2 separate regions of the Astyanax mexicanus genome follow, and region 1 is linked to region 2. The links are chromatin contacts, called in public Hi-C maps. All regions are on one chromosome and are shown on one strand. The core of a region is the stretch at or near the end of the contact, and the rest is flanking DNA. Distances in the headings are between cores, read along the strand shown.

Evidence for each region. A called contact is a pair of places that touch in the nucleus more often than the background predicts.
Region 1: a Hi-C map of muscle shows a contact between it and region 2, with 12 times the contacts expected there. The contact joins the promoter of f13a1a.1 here to the enhancer-like site in region 2. A contact is called at or near these places in 3 of 3 Hi-C or Micro-C datasets (blood and muscle).

Annotation. Positions count from the first base shown.
Region 1 is chr6:46,664,151-46,669,531 of AstMex3_surface, forward strand. f13a1a.1 (coagulation factor XIII, A1 polypeptide a, tandem duplicate 1) reads left to right here and starts at 2,028. Exons shown (of 16, transcript XM_022673400.2): 1 at 2,028-2,120. It overlaps ly86 (lymphocyte antigen 86), which reads right to left. Exons shown (of 5, transcript XM_007238635.4): 2 at 3,599-3,688; 3 at 2,015-2,143; 4 at 625-674; 5 at 153-543. The coding sequence ends at 460. It overlaps LOC111193315 (a long non-coding RNA gene), which reads left to right. Exons shown (of 3, transcript XR_007439409.1): 3 at 466-550.
Region 2 is chr6:46,581,704-46,587,074 of AstMex3_surface, forward strand. It overlaps rreb1a (ras responsive element binding protein 1a), which reads right to left. Exons shown (of 12, transcript XM_049480147.1): 6 at 3,750-3,897; 7 at 2,918-3,060. Among protein-coding and RNA genes, the nearest start is that of LOC111193315, 57 kb to the right of the region's middle. Within about 2 kb of position 3,803, the one cell type or tissue checked has an H3K27ac peak away from gene starts, as active enhancers do.

The DNA of each region.
Region 1 (5,381 bases), core at 778-3,277, 81 kb after region 2:
TAATTCATACTAAAGGATGTGTTTCTCAGTTAATGAGAGAAAGAGCAGCAGAGGACCAGAGGCAGCAGACACACTAAATTAAGCCTTTGAGAGTTTAATGGCGCCATCTTTTGGTGTAGATGTTTATTGCAAATATCTAGATATGGCTGACACACCAGTGCTTTTTGTACTCCAAAAGTGACTTTAGAAATTAATTTTAAGCAGCCAATTCTGCACACAACTGAACAAATGACATTTCCTATGAACAACAATGTGTCTTTTAAAACATGATTATTTTAATCTATCAATTACAAAAATAGTTAGGGACCGAATTAAAAGCCACAATAAACATTTATACACTTACACTTAATAGGCATAGACATATTTTTTTAATTCATGTCTTTTATGTTTAATTTAATACAGAGGAATTATTTCACATGTGGATTTGAAGAATTCTCACGTTTTCTTTTTTCATTCTGATCACAGGAGCTCAATAGTGGAATTCACGCAGGCAATTTGGAAGCCGTTTTGATTTATTGCACTGAATATCAGGTTGTACTGACCCTGTAAGAAGAAAGAGATATGTAAGACTTAATAGACTGAATTACAGTATGTATGTGGTTTTCTGTGATCTTGACAACAGACCGTTAGGTGGGGTGGCAGTTTATCCAAAGTTCCGTCCACATTGATCAGTTCTGAAAAAGTCACAACACCAATCAGATTATTTACTACTTCAGCATAACCCATCCTAAACAAACATCCTGATTATTCATATTCTTATTTTAAATTTTGGAAATTCTGCTGTTCTGGTTTGCTCACCAATCCATTAATACATGTATCCATTCACCCATCCGCCCACCCAGTCATTCAAATATATATATTTATATACATATACAGTTAGGCCCATAAATATTTGGACAGTGATATAATCTTCATGGTTTGGGCTCTGCATCCCTTCAGAGTGGATTTGAAATTAAACGAATGAGATGCAAATAAAGTGTAGAATTTCAGGTGTAATTCAAGGGGCTAAACAAAAATATCTTATATAGCGTTTAGAAATCGTTTTACAACCATTTATCTACAAAGCCTCCTCATTTCAGCAGCTTAAAAGTAATCAGAAAAATGATCTCAAAAGCTATTTTATGGGTATCATGGGCTATTGTCTCTTTAATGCATCATTAGTTAAGCAGGTAAATGACCTGGAGCTGATTCCAGATGTGGCAGCATATTAGCTTCCAATGGCACTGGGTCACTAGTGTTAACTGATGATGTGAGAGGAGACAGAAGCAGAAGGGTAACTTCTGAAATGTACAGGAATTTATTTCTGCTCAGATTTAACCAAATGCAGCAAGGTTGATTGGACTGAGCTTGACAGTACAGATGGACACTGACCCAAAACATCCTGCAAAAGCAATCCAGGAGTTTTAAAAGACAAAGAAGTGAAATATTCTGCAGTGGCCAAGTCAGTCACCAAATCTAAACCTAATTAAGCTGCTTTTTTCACAATTAAGACAAAACTAAAGGTAGAAGCACCTACAAAACAGCAATAACTGAAGACAGTAGTAAAGGCCTGGAAAAGCAATATAAAGGAGAAAACCCAGTGTTTGATGTCTATAGGTTTCAGACGTCAGGCAGTCATTGCCTGCAAATGATTTTTCAACAAAGTATTAAAAATTAACATTTAATTCATGGTAAAGTTAATTTGTCTAATTACTTTTGAGCTCCTGAAATGAGGAGGCTTTATAGAGAAATTATTGTAATTACTAAACGCTTAATATGATATTTTTTGTTCAATCCCTAAAAGCCTATGTTTCAGTTGCATCTCAGTTATGTCATTTTAAATCAGTGTGGTGGCATGCAGAGCCCAACTCATTAAGACTGAGTTACTGTCCAAATATTTATGGGCCTAACTGTATACATTCAGACATGCATACATCCAAATCATCCATCCATGTATCCATCTATACATTCACACATTTATTCTCCCATCCACCCATCAATGTTAACTCAGTCATGTTGTGTTCCTCAGTCTTACCTCCTTTTCTGCTGCCACAGTTGATGTAGCGAGGGAAGTTGGGTTGGCAGAGCGGCTCATCAAGATGCAATGTGGGAATTCCATCAAGAGTTACATCCACAGACAGGTAAAGCTCATCAACGGATTGCCCTAGAGGTCACATAACATTAATTTTACAAACTCAAACTCTGCTTAATTCTGGAATTACTAATTTTATACTCAATTTTGCTCAACTACTACTACTGATATTACTGCTGCGACATTTTCCATTCTACATTTTCAGTTTCTGCTTCTACTACTTCAACTGCTGCTTCCACAAATACTGCTGCTGTTACAACTACTGTTTCTACTATTTTAACTGCTGATATTACTACAACTGCTTGTGCTTCTTCAACTACTATTTCTACTTCTTCAACTTCTGCTTCTGCTCCTTCAACAACTATTTCTACTACTTCAACTACTGCAACTACTACTTTAACTACTGCAAATGCAACTTTAAATACTGCTTCTACTACTTCAACTGCTGCAACTTTAACTACTGCAATTGCAACTTTAAATACTGCTTCTACTAATTCAACTACTGCAACTTTAACTACTGCAATTGCAACTTTAAATACTGCTTCTACTAATTCAACTGCTGCAACTTTAACTACTGCAATTGCAACTTTAAATACTGCTTCTACTAATTCAACTACTGCAACTTTAACTACTGCAATTGCAACTTTAAATACTGCTTCTACTAATTCAACTACTGCAACTTTAACTACTGCAATTGCAACTTTAAATACTGCTTCTACTAATTCAACTACTGCAACTTTAACTACTGCAATTGCAACTTTAAATACTGCTTCTACTAATTCAACTACTGCAACTTTAACTACTGCAATTTCAACTTCAACTACTGCAACTGCAACTTCAATTACTGCAACTGCAACTTCAATTACTGCTTCTACTACTTCAACTTCTGCAACTTTAACTACTGCAATTGCAACTTCAATTACTGCAACTGCAACTTCTACTACTGCTTCTTCTTCTACTTCAACTATAGCAACTTTAACTTCAACTACTGCAACTACTAGTACTGCTTCTACTACTTCAACTACTGCAACGTCAACTGCTGCTTATTCAACTTCTGCTACTGCAACTTCTGCTTTAAATTTGTCAGAGTTATATCATCCATTTTAGTGCTGCATTTTAACAATATTAGTGGCAAATTTAAGTGATCTTTAGGCAAGCCATCAACAGCTTGATTATGAGCGTGTCAGTGTATCTTTGCTATCGTAACGACAGGAAAAGCATGCCTTGCATGTCTCGAAACACAAAAGGCATGTAGTAATTATTTTAATTAATTATGAGTTTGTGTTGGGCATAATGAGAAACAAACCAATTAGCATGTCACTTGCTATTTCATTTAAGAGCCAGGTGTGCTCTAACTATAGCGTATTGCTATACGCTGCTGGCGGTTAGAATACTACTTCACCTACTGCTGCTACTACCACCTTATCTACTGATACTACTATCTACTGACTATTTTACTACAACTATTTCTACATCTAATACTACAGTCATGTGTGAGCAGATCTGACTGAAAGGCAGGACACTCACTCAGAGGGACGATCAGTCTCGGTTTAATTGGCTCTGTCCACAGCTGAGCACACGGGCTGAGGAGAGTAAAACCTATGTCCTGTAGTGGGTCTGGAAGAACAGCAGGTAGAATGTTAGAGGGAGGATATGGACACACACACACCTTTGGCTCTAAAGGAGTTTTCGGAGATTTTGCCATTTTGTTGCTCCTGTCACATACTGACATGTTAATCAGAGCTATCAAATTCACAGACATCTTAATATTTCCTTCTGGAACACTAGTAATTCACCTCCAGACCTGCATAATTAGGTGAAGGCAGGTGGCAAAGATTAATATACTGCCGTCATCAAGTCTAGCACATTGTTTTGATTTACTTGCTTTTAAACCTGGAAATGAACAGATAAGCTGAACTAAATATGCAGGAAATGTATCAAACTGAATTTAAACACAGTGTTGAATATAAACAAATGCTTCACTCTGCTGACAACTTTTATGGAGATTTTTTATGGATTTCATTTTCCAGCAGGATTGCCTCACTGCCCACACTGCCAAAAGTTCAAATTGGTCTTATATAATATTCTAATTTTCTAATCACCAACTATATCAACTATATAAAAAATAATCACTTAAAATGGATCACTCTATGTGTAATACATCTATATAATATATGAGTTTCGCTTTTTGAACTGAATTACTGAAATTTAGTAATTAAAGTAACTTAACTCAATGATATTCTACTTTTTTTTATTTAGATTAGCCAGTTAAACAATGCTGGAAAATGTGTGTAAATAAACTGTTGGTGGTGTGTAAGATAGCAATGAACATCTTTACCCGCCTTGCGCAGGGTGTAAGATAAGGCCTTATGTTTCATCTACAGTATTCAGCACTGTATTAAAACTTTCATGACTATTTCATCAGAATTTAAGTTCTAGCTTTTATTATCATTTAATGTTTATATTAATTCTGTTTGAGGTCTTTGTGGTAGATTTTATCAGAAACTAAGAGATATACTGTATATTAACCACCTCCTTAAAACACATTAGACAAACTTAGTTAGAATAACTGTCTGCTGGTTGTTGTGAATGCAGGAAATGTGAGCAGTTTAAACGTTCTCTTTATCAGTGCTGGAGTGAGAGCAGGCTGGCTGTAAAACTGAACTGAATCTGTTAAAGTAACAGTCCATCACTGTTCACTAAACCACAACAGACAGTCAGTACACACACACACACACACGCAAAGCGAATATTTACATCTTCCTTAAAAGCCTTTTCTTACTTCTTAAATTCATTCCCTACTATTTATAATGCCTGATGTTTATTTTAGGCGTATTGACTCTCTTAACCTCTTGATTTTCACGTACGTAGAATATCTATTGTCTATATAAAAAATAATACTTTCATATTACAAATATGTGACCAGCACTTCAGCTGTGATGTCACTTCCTCTGGAGGGAAACATGTGGAAGGAAGTGAGCAGGTCAAATGTCTAATTTTCTAAAAAAAAAAAAAAATTAAGAATACACCAATGGTATATTAAATATTGTACATATATAAGGTGAATCTCACATTTAGTTTTAATAAACGATTTTATTTTGAGATGGAATTTTTGTACCAGGAGTGGCATAAATTCATCCAAAAGCAGTGTGTAAGAGTGGTGAAGGAGAACATGCCAAGATGCATGAAAACTGTGATGAACAGGGTTATTCCACCAAACATTGATTTCTGTACTCCTAAAACTTTATGAATATGAACTTGTTTTCTTTGCATTATTTGAGGTCTGCAAATAAATGCTCTAAATTACAAT
Region 2 (5,371 bases), core at 2,553-5,052:
TTAGGGCTGTGAACATAACACAATATTTGTATAGATATTTTTGTTACATTTAGCAAGTTCTCTCTTTTTTTGTATGTTCTGGAAAAAAGGTGTTTTACCATGTGGCTTACCCCTAGTTTACTACACTAACTACTTTTTCTATTCATTTAATGCACAAAAAAAAAAAATCTAAAAAAATGCTATTAAATTTGATCTTTTAACTCTGAGTTCATTAGGGCTGTGAACATAACACAATATTTGTATAGATATTTTTGTTACATTTGGCAAGTTTTCTCTTTTTTTGTATGTTCTGGAAATTAATTAAATTAAAATATATGTTTTATAGTTTTAGCAAATCGCTATTTTACTACCCCTAGTTTACTACACTAACTCACTTTATTAGAGGATGCTCCTGCATGTGCATATGGGTGGGGAGGGTGTGCAGCAGTGTGAAACAGGGAGTGACGCGGTCTTGGTAAGCGTTTGCGTGGAACAGATAACGCGTCTACGTCACGTGAGCTGAGTATCCCCGTATTTATTTATCAGTAGGCTTGTTTGCTCCTCTGCTCTGCATCACACTGCATTAGGAACTCTGCACAGTGGAACTCGATTCATAGCAGCCGAGATCCTCTTAACTAGCACTCTTAGCTCCCGCGATTACTCGGGATTAGCGCTAAATTTGCTGTGCTTCTATACAACAGTAACGGCACCGTCTCTCCAAACCCAAGAGGCCAAGCACCACTAACTCACTGCAGCACAAGCCAGTTCTGTGCAGCTACCCATTACCCATTAACTCCAGTCGGACAAGTTGGCCATTGCATGAGTAGTTTCAGGGCAGCAGACTGTGATGTCTCCAAGGATACTGCACCCCCACCCCCCAACAGAGAGGTCCAGCAGACTGCGTCCTGAAGCCTCCTTCTGTGACTCATTAAATCCCCTCAACACACACACACACACACACACACACACAGGCCTCCACGCTCTGTGGTACTCTCCCCCCTCCCTCCGCTTTTCCTCCTTGATTTCCTCCCTCTTTTCTCCATGCTACTCCCTACTTCAGAGCCCAGGGGCCAAATCGGGGGAGGGGCCGAATCCGTTTAACTTCTCATGCCTGAGAGAGACTAGGTTTTAAAGAGCTTGCAGACAAACACCATTATAAATCACCCAGGTATGACCAGTTACCATCCAAACGTGGGGGGACCCTGGGGGGCCTTTGGATGCATGATCGCATAAACTGTTCGTATCAGGTGTTCTTTAAAGTTAGCTAGTTCTAGTGCGCTCTCTTTTTGATAGACTTATCTTATTGAAAACAACCAACAACTCCTCCTTAAGTAAAAAAAAAAAAAAAAAAAACATTGACAACAAAAAGTTTGGGCAAAAAAGTTCAGCAAATACAATTTGGTTCTCTCTTACATTAAAATGTCCTATATTTTTTTGTTTTGTTGGTCTTCACTGATCACACTCTTGCTGTATGAATATCTTTGATTGTTTTTTCTCATTTTCTTCTTTTTACTTTCAATTTATTTATTTCCATTTTTGAATAGAAGGAGAGCTCTAACTGTCTATTTCTGTAAAAGTGCATTATTACTGCTATACAAGTGCAATGCCAACAAATAAATAATAATAAAAATAGCCTGTGGACGTTTCAAACTGTAAAGTACTTATACAGATCATAAACAGCTCTGGAAAAAAACTAATAAGTGACCACTTCAGTTTCTGAATTAGTTTCTCTGATTTTGCTAATTATAGGTATATGTTTGAGTAAAATAAACATTGTTATTTTATTCTATAAACTATTAACAACATTTCTCCCAAATTCCAAATAAAAAAATATTGTCATTTAGAGCATTTATTTGCAGAAAATGAAAAATGGCTGAAAAAACAAAAAATATGCAAAGCTTTCAGACCTCAAATAATGCAAAGAAAACAAGTTCATATCCATTACGTTTTAAGAGTACAGAAATCAATATTTGGTGGAATAACCCTGGTTTAAATCACAGTTTTCATGCATCTTGGAATGTTCTCCTCCACCAGTCTTACACACTGCTTTTGGATAACTTTATGCCGCTCCTGGTGCAAAAATTCAAGCAGTTCAGCTTGGATTGATGGCTTGTGATCATCCATCTTCCTCTTGATTATATTCCAGAGGTTTTCAATTTGGTAAAATCAAAGAAACTCATCATTTTTTAAGTGGTCTCTTTTTTTTCAGAGCTGCATACTCATACTGTAATATATGTATATCCCAAAGACATTTCGACTTTAAAACTAACCGTCCAAAAACAAAAGCAAATGAATTACTATAACAAAGAGAGAGGGACTCTCCATTCCCTCTGAATTAACTAATTTATTATGTAACTTTTTTATTCTTTAAAAAGAAGAGCGCTAAACTGTTTCTGGATATTTGTATTATCCTAAAAGTAAATAATAACAGTTATACAAGAGCAATGTTAAATGTGAGAATTTTTTTTTTATTTTTTATATCCCAAATACTTTTAAACTGTAAAACCTAAAACTTTGCGCCCGTCGACTGTCGCGTAACAAAAGCAGATTAATTGGTATACCAGCGAGAGGGGGTCTCTCCAGCCCCTCTGTGCTCGGATGTGTTAAATTATGACTGTTTCAGCACAAAGAATGCCACTATAATCTCCCAGCAACTGCAGCGGTCCAGCCCAAAGCCCAGCCTCTCGTGTGTCCCAGCAACACAGCTCCCACGTCAAACAAAGAGTCAACAGTCCTGCTCTACAACAGTGGACGACTACCATGTCTAACTGTCCTACCTAGCAACTGGGGGAGCTGCCACTGGATTTTTATTGTTGCTCATTATCATATCATTATGCTTTGCAGGCTTTTTGTATGTGGCATTTATACGTGTACTCTAAATGGACTGAATTATTTTTAAGTGGAAAAGTCCACAGTGTTTCATGTGTTTTTTTTGTACCTGAGAGTAGCATCAGGATGGCTTTCCATATGGACCTCCAGGTCATGTTTAGAGCTGAGGGTTTTAAAGCAGATAGGGCATGGTAGCGGTTCCTCCTGCACTTTAGTAGGTGCCGGCTCATCCACTCCATTATCCTCTGCAACCTGTAACAGAAAGAAGCTGTCAGACACACACATATAGAAGACCTTATACCTCTCTGGCTTCCTTTGGGTACAAATATTAAACTTTGGGAACACGAGAATGGAAGGAATTTCCTGTTAAATATACTGTAGTAAATATAAAGCAATGTAACTGTACTGCAATCTAGGGCTGGGTAATATATTGGAAGTATCTATATATTTAAAACTAGTTCACACAAGATCATATCAAAATAATAAAATAATTTAAGTATTCAAGGAGAATTTATAGTAATTTTACATCACATGTGGTACATGAGGTGGAACGAAATTGAATTCTCATGGTCCAGTTTACACCTAAAGAGCAATTTTTAAATAGATAAATATAAAGACAAAATAAAATAAAATAAAAAATGCAATAAGAAAATAGATAAGATAAATACACATAATGTGAAGGAGTAGGGAAGTAACAGCAAGTTACATGGATGATTATGAATAGAAATCACTAACATGAAAAGTTATAGGAATGAAGCTGTTTCTCACTCTGGTTATTTTGCACTTATTATGTACAATTAAATTCCAAGACAAGGGTAATTTGTCCTTATCTTAAGTGACCCTACAGTACACGAATGATTCCTGATAAGTTTTCCAGCACCAAGGAACAAACTATTGATGAGTAAAACTATGATCACTTGATTGAGACCTAGTAGTCTGACCTTTTTGCTGGGAGGCTCATCAGTTCGATCTACTTCATCATCATGGCTGAGCTTCCTCTTGGCTGTGGAGGAGCGTCTCCGTTTCATTGGTGATGGAGGGCTGGTAGGAACGGGGATGGCTGGGTCTTTATCGTGGATCTTCATGTGCCTGTAGATAGGTAAAGATGGACAGACTTCAATTTAAGTGTTTAAGGACAGAACAGGTTGATCAGTTCAGCTGATAACTTTATAAGCTACTTTTTGATTTCATTTTTCCTATTTTCTCTCCAATTTATACACCCAATAAACTCAACCCACTTAGGTGGGTTCAGGACTCCCCCTATCACTAGTGATGCCACAACACCAGGAGGATAAAGACTAACACACTAGTACCTCCTCCGACACAAATGAATACTTTATTATGGACTTAATTATAGTTTCAACTAATAAAAACACTAAAAATGAGACTAAAAATGAGCAGTCTACAAACAACACCAATGTGGCTTCCATTCAAAGCAGTGGTTCTCCACTTTGCAAATCAGTTAACTGAACCCCTGGGTGGGTTATTAAGTCTGGAAAGCTTGGAATGCTGGAATAATTAAAGGATGGATTATCTCTGAACGTTAGTGGAGAGAGGAATCTTTCTGCATCCCGTCTCCATGCTTCCTGATGGAAAATGCAGGATGAGGAAAGGCACTAATGGACTGAAACCCCTGCAATTATCCTGGAGTCTGCGTTTGCCCTTACATGGACTGGAGTCTAGGGCTAGGGGACCAGCCTCAAGAAAAACAGCGCAAAAGGGACGGGCAATGTTGCGTGAAGAGGGCTGGAGGCAAGTCCTCTTGGATCCTTTTGCATCTTGGTAGTCAGGAAGTGGAGGGTAACAGAGTTTAGAAATGTGCACTGTGGGGTTTAACATAAGGGTAGGGTAGTTTATTCCAAAAGTGTCTGTATAAAACCACTGCTATGCATTTCTCCTTTCTTCTTCTTCTTCTCCTCACTACCTGCATGCATGTATGTCTGTCTCCCACGCTCCACTTTTCACCAGCGAGAGGTGAAAAGGCTTTAAACCAGCTAAGCCAACCTGGGCAAAGGATCAAAGCTTACAGAACTCTTATGCAACAGGTTTGCTCTGATAAGAGTGTGTGTTTTTTCCACTGACACAGAAACGATCAACCAAAATCAGGATGGGTTTGTGCATCCCTGCAGCCTGAAGACTTTGTCTTTTGGAAGCTGTGCTTTTGTAACGCTCATGTGAGAGTGTCTCTGTCTGAGAGTGTGAAAAAAGGTCAGCCAAACTCTGGTCCTCAGGGTTTCAGCTTTCAGTCAGTGGTTTATTAATAGCAGGCAGTAAACTGGCCGCCCATGTGGGGACCTGACTATTTCGCTGCTCTGGGCTCTGAGCTCTGGACTCTGACCTCGGGTCTGACCAATCGCAGCAAACTTACTAAGGCACTGCCAAGTCAGCAAAGCGTGAATGGATGGGGATCACCTTATAGCCCTATAGATTAATACAGATGACTGCAACCTTCTTAATATATACATTCACACACATATACACACACATATATAATACAATGTAAACCCAATAAAAGTTTTTTTTATATGGCCTCAATAAAGCTTGATAATAAAGCTGCCACTTG